Regions from separate parts of the Gossypium hirsutum genome. Here regions 2 and 3 are each linked to region 1. The links are chromatin contacts, called in public Hi-C maps. All regions are on one chromosome and are shown on one strand. The core of a region is the stretch at or near the end of the contact, and the rest is flanking DNA. Distances in the headings are between cores, read along the strand shown.

Region 1 (2,700 bases), core at 194-2,693:
ATATGTCGTGTTTGAGTTGTGACAAAGCCAATCGTCAACATTTCATAATGTTCTATCGACGCTGAGGCTAAAGCTTTTGTTGTGTTGATAGAGCTTGTCTTTCATTATCTACAACGAGTGTTTGCTATTTTTTTCTTAATTGTATGATTTCATTCATCGAATGAATTAATGATTTTACCTTAAAAAAAGATTTTGAATTAATTTAAATTTGTATTGAGTTATATTATAGAGGTTTATCTTATCTTTCCAATGGATCAACTCTTTGTCGAGCAACCATTAGGGGTTAGGTGCTGCTACCAACTCCATGAACTCATTGAGGCTCTCTTCAAAACTTAAAATTATCTTTATTATTTAAGGATACGATCGACTATTCGATGAACGATACTTTAAAAATTTCTCATTACATTAATATAAATAATTGATATGAATGATTTTGAATTTTTAAGATTATATAATTTATGTAAAAAATTAAATAAATAGTGAGATTCAAAATCAGTTGACTGCCTTTAATGATTTTCTTTTAATAGGAGAAGGCTAGGATTGGGTACTTTCCAGGTTTTACGAAGTGTGGTGGACCCCTGTTATCAAAATCTTTGATACCATTTCGAGAAAGCACGTGTGCATCTACTAACCAGGCTTTTAATCGGAAAGTCAATTTCCTATATCGACACGTGCGAAACATAGGACCCACCTCAGTTAAAACTTTTTTTTTGTAATTGTAATTAAAAATTAAAAAAGAAAAAGAAATTCAGTCAGAAAGACAAATATATTCCACTACCTCGGCTGTCACCTCTGTTTCTGACAGTGCATTGTTTGTCTAAATCTAAAAATTAAAAAGGGTAAATTTCATCTGTAGGATTTAATAGTTTTATTATATTTTCACTTCAGTCCTTATTCTAAGAATTTTGTTAACTAATGTGTCAGAATATTGGATTGAGGTGTTTATGATCCGTGTCAAAGAGTCCAAGACCAAACTTATTCAAAGTTGAAAAATATAAATTCAGGTCTACCCCAGTGGCCTAAACACCTCCAGTATAAAGGACCAAAGCTGCTATTTTTTTCATTTAATCAAGGGAGCAAATGTTTTGGTTGTCTTCTTTGACTACACCTCTGACCTAAATGTAACACGATTTAATTTAATAGACTTAATCGATCAATTTTAGATGGATTTGATTATGTCGATTAAGAAAAAAGTCAATCGATTAGCTGATTTAAATTATAACAAAATTATTTTTAGAAAAGAACAATGGGAAAATAATAGTGTTAAAATAAAAAGAAAACTCAAATAGAACAATCAACAAAGGTCGAGAATTAATGTGAAAAATTAGATAAAAAGTTAGAAGCTATATTTGTAATTATACAAAAAAAGGAACAGAAAAACTACGAAACGGTGTCGTTTAGGAAGATAGTTAACATCGTTTTCGAGTCCTCGTTCGGACCAGAGAAAGCCAAAAAATAATAATAATTTGTTTGCAAGGTGACGAGGAAAGGCGTTAGGCAAGAAAAAGCCTAACTCGTTCGAGTGAACTCGCTCCTTTGCAGGCTCAGTCCTTTAATCTTTGCAAGTAATATCGTCGACATTACAATTTTCAAAGAGGAACCAGATCCGACGTTGTTTCATCCTCCGATCTCCGTAAGTCTTCTTCGTCCTCTTTCGTTTCGTCATTTCTCATCAATTTTTTTCGATTTTTTGAAAGTTTTTAGTATATTAAATACGGATCTGTTAGTTCAAGAACTTATTTATGTAATTAATTAGAGATTAGGATCTTTTAGATAATTTCCGTTGGAATTTTTTTGAATTAACATTTGTTGTTCGATTAACAAATGTAAAATCTATTAAATTGATATCGAATCATTTCCATTTTTTTTAAACTGTTTTTAAGAAGATATAAGGTGGATTTTTGAAGGATTTATTTGAATTTTGATTAAAATATGCTGGAAATTATAGGAAATGAGAATTGAAAATGATTGGATTGATTTTTCTGATTAAATGTTATTTAATTTGTGCAGATTCTTTCTTGAGGATTCAATATAGAAAAGTTAATTCCTCTATTCTGCGGAGATTTGAAAATTCGGGAACCCTTTTTGTGTTTTTGTTTTCAATTATTGATTGTATTTAGTTGAGCTGGTGAATTTGTTTTCTTCAACAATGAGTTTCGTTTTCCGAGGGTCAAGATCGGATTTAGAGAGTGGATTTCCAGTGCTTATTCCGGAGAGGCGTACCGTGGTATGTTACTATTACTTCGAACACTTGAGTTTCCATTGTTATAGTCATGATACATCATTGCCTTTAGGTTTATATGGTTTGAATTGGTGGTGAAATCCGGTTCGTTCAAGTTGCTGTTACTTATTATTGCAATTTGAGCTTAAACATGCTTTTGATGATTAGCAACTTAGGCTTTTTGAATTGCAGTTACAGTTTGTTCATTCTTGATTTTAATGGATTTTTTATATAAATATGTTTTAATTTAAGTCGATTGGTTCTTAGCGTGTCCATGCAGGACGTCCTGTTAATTCCAACTCTTTTGTGTTTCTCGTTACAGGTATCGGTATAGCTTTGTGTTCATCTTAGTTTCTCTCTTTTATTTTTCTTGGTTAGTTGCTTCTGATATTTTTCTTTGTTAAAACAGTACTTTTGCTATTCATGATAATGAATTCGCAGCAGTTGTCACCTAATTTTCTGGTAATTTCCTTCGCTAA
Region 2 (2,700 bases), core at 139-2,638, 150 kb before region 1:
AATCTTGTTTGATCAATGTCTTGCCACTAAAATCTTTGCCGGTTAAGTCTTGTCCCCTTGTTACTTCAGATCCATAAGGCCCTCCTCCCTTTTAACAATGCACATTGTCACATCGAAAACCGATTCGAATCATTACACTTCAATTCTATATTTTATTTAAATATCCGTATGTAATACTCATGTTCGAGGTATATCGGTTAGGGTTGAAAATGAGATATTGTAGCTCGCAAGCACTTGATTATGTAATTATTAAGCCGAGCTCAAGCTATCGATCGAGTCGAATTCAAGCTTAGTCATACTTGGCTCGAACGGCTCACGAGCCTTATCGAGCTTTTCACATTTTTATATTATTAAATTACGGTATTGCTCTTAATACATATGGTTAACCCTAAGTTTAATTATTAAATCAAGCTCGAGTTCAAATTGGTAAACAAGCTTAATTGAGCCCGACTAGCTCGATTATATCTCGAGCCCAATATCAAATTCTGAATTTTGAGTCAAGCTCGAGCTCGAGCTTGAGCTCAAGCTTGACAGTATCCGGGCTTAGCTCGACTTGATTACACCCTTAATATTGGTCTGGGATATAATAGGCCCTTGTACTAGGAGTCGAATTACATTTTGACGGATAAATTAGTTCCGATATGTTAGATTAAAGAGCAAGCTAATACTTTTTTATTATTTTTTTTTATTTATACCGTTAAAAACTAGCACGACAGGCGAAATAACCAGACAACGACAGATGACATGCCACACACACCTCATGCTTATGTACATGGACCAATTTTTAATAATAAGAATCGATGAATTTTTTAACAGAAAATCAGTTTGCTATTTATTGAAGATATAATTACCCATTTTTTATTAAAAAAGACAAAATGTAATTTAATTACCGGTCTTTATTATACTTTTACCGCTAATTATATGAAAAAACTAGAAAAACCCGAATTTGATACTCACATCCGAATCCGAATACCATAGATTCATTAAAAATGTTACCTTGAAAGCAAGTGCAGGATCTACCAATAAAATGGAAGCTGAAACAAGAGCAAGCAAGCCAGCTTTTGAAAATGTTTCACTTAATGAAAAAGAACCCTTTTCAAGTTTGTCTTCAAAAACCTGCTCCAAAAAACAAACAACCTTAAATTAATCAAAGAAAATGAAAAAAAATGGAAAGAAGGGTCGAAAAGAGAACCTTGGGTTTATGATAGTTTAAAGAGTGGGGTTTGATGAAGCAAAGAGGGGACTTTGAGGGGTTTTTTACAGAGAATTTTTTGGAATATAAAGAAACATTGTTGAAATTATACAGCATAGCCATGTCTTTGAGGATGATCTTCTTTTTTTCTGTTTGCTGTTATTGTCTGATTTCAGACAATGGTAATGGCAGATATGGATAATGCTTAAATGGCAGAATATGGATAATGATTTTTTTGGTTAAAATGTGATTGTAGTCCCTATACTTTTAAAAAATTAGAAATTTAGTCCCTATATTTGTATTTCTAGAAATTTAATCTCTATTTTTCATATTTCAAAATTCATAATAATTTGATGATGCGTTATTTTGAAATAAAAAACTATTCACTTGATAGTCATGTAATTAAAAAAAGATGTTGTAATTAATATGAATTTAACAAAAAAAATTGGAAATATTAACAGTTGGATTAGAATTTTGAAATTTGGAAAGTTGAAGGACTAAATTCTTGAAAATATAAGAACAGAGACAAAATTATTAATTTTTGAAAAGTATAGGGACTATAGGCATATTTTAACATTTGTTTTCTGTTATGATTTTACACGTGATCCGTTTCGAGTTTCGGTTGGCTTGATTGTGGGCTGACCCGGCCTGATATAGGGGGTACAAACTGTCTGTGGCTGAGCCGGTCTGATAGATGTATTGGCCCATATGTTTTTCAACAAACTGGAGTTTGCGTGTACATTAGGGTGTAACCAAGTCTAACTAAGCTTAAATATCGAAAAGTTCGAGTTTGAATCAAAATTCGAAGCTCGATTATTTTTCTCGAATTTGATCAAATATTTATATTAAAGTTCAAGTTCAAGTTCGATTAATTTCATTTAATAATTTTTATGTTTAAGCTTGAATTTGAATTTGATAAAATTTGTAAGTATTCAAATTCGAACTCTACTAAATAATTAAGCTTAATATTAATAGTATATATTTAAGATAATAAAATAATTTAATAATATAAAAATATTTTAATTATATTAAAAATAAAAGCTTTAATTCGAATATTACTAGTGGTTTTTTTATGATAAAAAATATTTTTTAATTATATGTCGATTCAAATAAACAATTAATTTTCATGTAATTTATTAATTTAAAATTTTTCAAAGTAATATTATCTCAGATATTATTTTTTGAACAATTTCATTATAGGTTCTGGTCATATGTGATTTTTTTTACACAAGTCATGAAACTATTTGTAGTCCATCTCCAACCCTTAAATATGAAGATAATGCGCTTCAGTATACTCGAACCTACGTTCTCCTGTACTGACAACAATACTCATATTAATCGAATTGAGATTCAATATACATATTATCCCAAATATTAAATATTTGAGAGTTGGGAATGGAAAATTAAGTCAAAAAAATTAACTTATAACGAATCAAAGCAAAAAGCATTGATTGCAACTTGTAGAAGAACCCTAATAATTGGATTTCATTCCAATTGATCCGAATTTA
Region 3 (2,700 bases), core at 90-2,589, 200 kb after region 1:
TATTGCCAATAATGTTTCTCACTTTCATTGGTATGGCTTGATAAAGACCTGTTAGTATTTTTTATCTGAACCTGAAAATCTAAGCCGATTCATCGGAGTAACTCGAACCTAAGATGACCCAACCTGAAAATCTGATTGATATCGAATGTCCCAAACTCAAAATGAACCGAACCCTCAACAACTCAGAACTCGAATAAATTCAAACCCAAACCTGAACCATGTAAAATACCTATATCCAACACATATTAAGACATGGGATACAAAGGTATTATTCTCTACATATATTAAAAAACTTAAAAAGAAAATTGAGCATACTCGTATTCAACATAAATCCATGTCTGACACTAACCCTGAATTCAAGCAATTTAGAAGTCAAGAGGTTTAAAATAAAGGAAAAAAGACTTCATAATTACCTCTGGCCGTACTGCTTTTGCGTTCTTGACCTTTGTATTGAATTATAACATATGGATCCATATCACCTACCAATCACAAACAAAAAAAAAAGGAAAAAAAACTCATTAGTTCATCTGCAAAAAGTCACATTAGTCTCTAATCTTGCACCAATCACGACCTTTTTTTTTTCATTTTCCAGGATGTTAAATGCTGGAAACAATGTGGATTTACAGCTTGGAAAAAATCCAGAACATAAGAACCAGATCATGCTCACTTCACCATTTTTTTTTTAGTGCAGAGAAACCCATAGTTTAAATTTTTGAAAAAATCTATATTACAAATGTTCAATATTAAGCTGCAGCATGAACTAACTTAACTAAACTCAAATCAATATTTTAATAACAGGAAAGAAAGTTGAGATTTACTAATGACAACAAGGAATTTTAAGGTTTTTCAGCTATGCTATTTTCTATAAAATTCAATTAAAAAAATTTAAACACCCATCACTCGATCTTAAATTGACTAGAAATGGGTTCTCTTCATTGACCAAGCAAAGAACATGCACAAATCAAAAACCATTTCTCTTACTCTTAATTCTCTGTATTTCCATTTAAAAAACATGATGAAAACTTGAAAAAAAAACAGAAATTGAGCAAGAAAATGAAACAAAGGAAGAATTTGAAAACATAAAATGATAAATCCAAAAAAAAATGAAGTTTCAATAAAATTACATACCCAGAAAATCTGAGTCTTGAAGGCCTTTTGCACTAACCAAGAACACTTCCAATATTCCAACAGCCATCCTTGAATTTGATGCTTTTTTTTTTCTCAGAGAGATTCTTTTGAATGAAAACTTTTGGACCTTTTTGAGTCGATTGACTCTTTGGATTCTTTATATAGAAGAAATGGAAGAATTTGGCAATGGAAGCGTTTATAGGCTGACGGGTCTTTTCACATATAGAACACGTGACCCTGACAAATAAAAGAGAGTCTGGTGAATGTTAGAAAATTTTCCTGTGGGATAAATCAACATTTAGTCCTTGAACTTGTTGATTTTATTTTAAATTGATCCTTGAACTTTTTTTTGTCCACATTAGACTTGAAATTTGACAACTTTTCTCAATTTCTGACAACACAAAATGCCACATCATCACATGAGAACTTTAAAAAATTATAAAAGCATTTAAACAATTTGTTAAAATATGGTAGAAATTTTTAAAATTTTTAAAAAATATTCAAGCGATGGATTTAACATACTCTCGTAGTGTTACGTCATCATGCTTTAATGAAATATAAATTTAGGGACCGATTTAGAGAAAAAAAGTGTCATGTTTCGAGGCTGATATGGACAAAATGAAATTTTTTTATTAAATTTAAGGACTAAATGTTAATTTATCCATTTTTAAAATATGAATTTCACCCCTATCCTTCATGACATTAATTCGTTAAAATTCCATCCTTGTACTTTATGAAAATTAAAAAGTTATTTTAGTTGTTAAACTTACGAACTTGAACAGTTAATTTTTGTTTAAAAGTAATATAAATCGCTAAATTATGGGTTTTCAATAATTTAATTATAAAGTTTAACAATATTATCCAATTAGGGACTAATTTCTTAATTTTTTGTAAAACGTAAAATTTAAAATTTTAATTATTAATTATTAATTTAAAAAATATTTTTATTCAATTAATTTAATTAAAGTTGGTTTCATCATGAAGTTTTTATGATTTAAATCATCGTGATTTTACACATGAGTGCCAATGATTACGTGATTCATATTGTACAAAAAAATTTATGCGAATCAATTATTTAGAATTTAGAATTTTTAATTATTAAATTAAAATTTTGTTTTTTTAAATAAAATAAAATATTCTTTTTTAAGAGTGTTCATTTTAAAAAAATAAAATAAAAAGAAATTTTAATTTAATAAAAATATATAAATGTTAAAAATTAAATTTGATATTATATCAGAAAATTTATTGGAGAGTAAAGTAAAATATTTTATCCTAGTAACATATAAAATATACCGTATTTGATAAATAAATATAAGGTATTTAATTTTAACCATTTATCTTAGCTAGACCAACTTGCTTTTTAAATATTCCAAACTTGGTTTGATTTTTATGGATGTGGGACTTGGTCAAAACAAGGTGGATGCCCATTATTATACACCATCTCAAAAGGCTGCTAGTTATTGATTTGGTACCAGCAGATGTTTATGTAAATATATATTATATTTACATTTATATTCATCAATTGGATTGATTTTGAGATAATTAATTTGAATATAATGCCTAGGTCAATTT

The links. A called contact is a pair of places that touch in the nucleus more often than the background predicts.
Region 2: a contact with region 1 is called in a Hi-C map of leaf, with 2.3 times the contacts expected there. The contact joins the promoter of LOC121207799 here to the promoter of LOC107929990 in region 1. A contact is called at or near these places in 4 of 34 Hi-C or Micro-C datasets (all in leaf).
Region 3: a contact with region 1 is called in a Hi-C map of hypocotyl, with 2.3 times the contacts expected there. The contact joins the promoter of LOC107942491 here to the promoter of LOC107929990 in region 1. A contact is called at or near these places in 3 of 34 Hi-C or Micro-C datasets (hypocotyl and leaf).

What each region holds. Positions count from the first base shown.
Region 1 is chrA10:114,742,667-114,745,366 of Gossypium_hirsutum_v2.1, reverse strand. It overlaps LOC107929990 (E3 ubiquitin-protein ligase SDIR1), which reads left to right and starts at 1,443. Exons shown (of 9, transcript XM_016861549.2): 1 at 1,443-1,633; 2 at 2,011-2,227; 3 at 2,489-2,543; 4 at 2,631-2,683. The coding sequence starts at 2,150.
Region 2 is chrA10:114,895,971-114,898,670 of Gossypium_hirsutum_v2.1, reverse strand. It overlaps LOC121207799 (thylakoid lumenal 15 kDa protein 1, chloroplastic), which reads right to left and starts at 1,388. Exons shown (of 8, transcript XM_041078181.1): 1 at 1,193-1,388; 2 at 997-1,116; 3 at 1-88. The coding sequence starts at 1,315.
Region 3 is chrA10:114,543,347-114,546,046 of Gossypium_hirsutum_v2.1, reverse strand. LOC107942491 (16 kDa phloem protein 1) reads right to left here and starts at 1,339. Exons shown (of 5, transcript XM_016876162.2): 1 at 1,129-1,339; 2 at 414-479. The coding sequence starts at 1,195.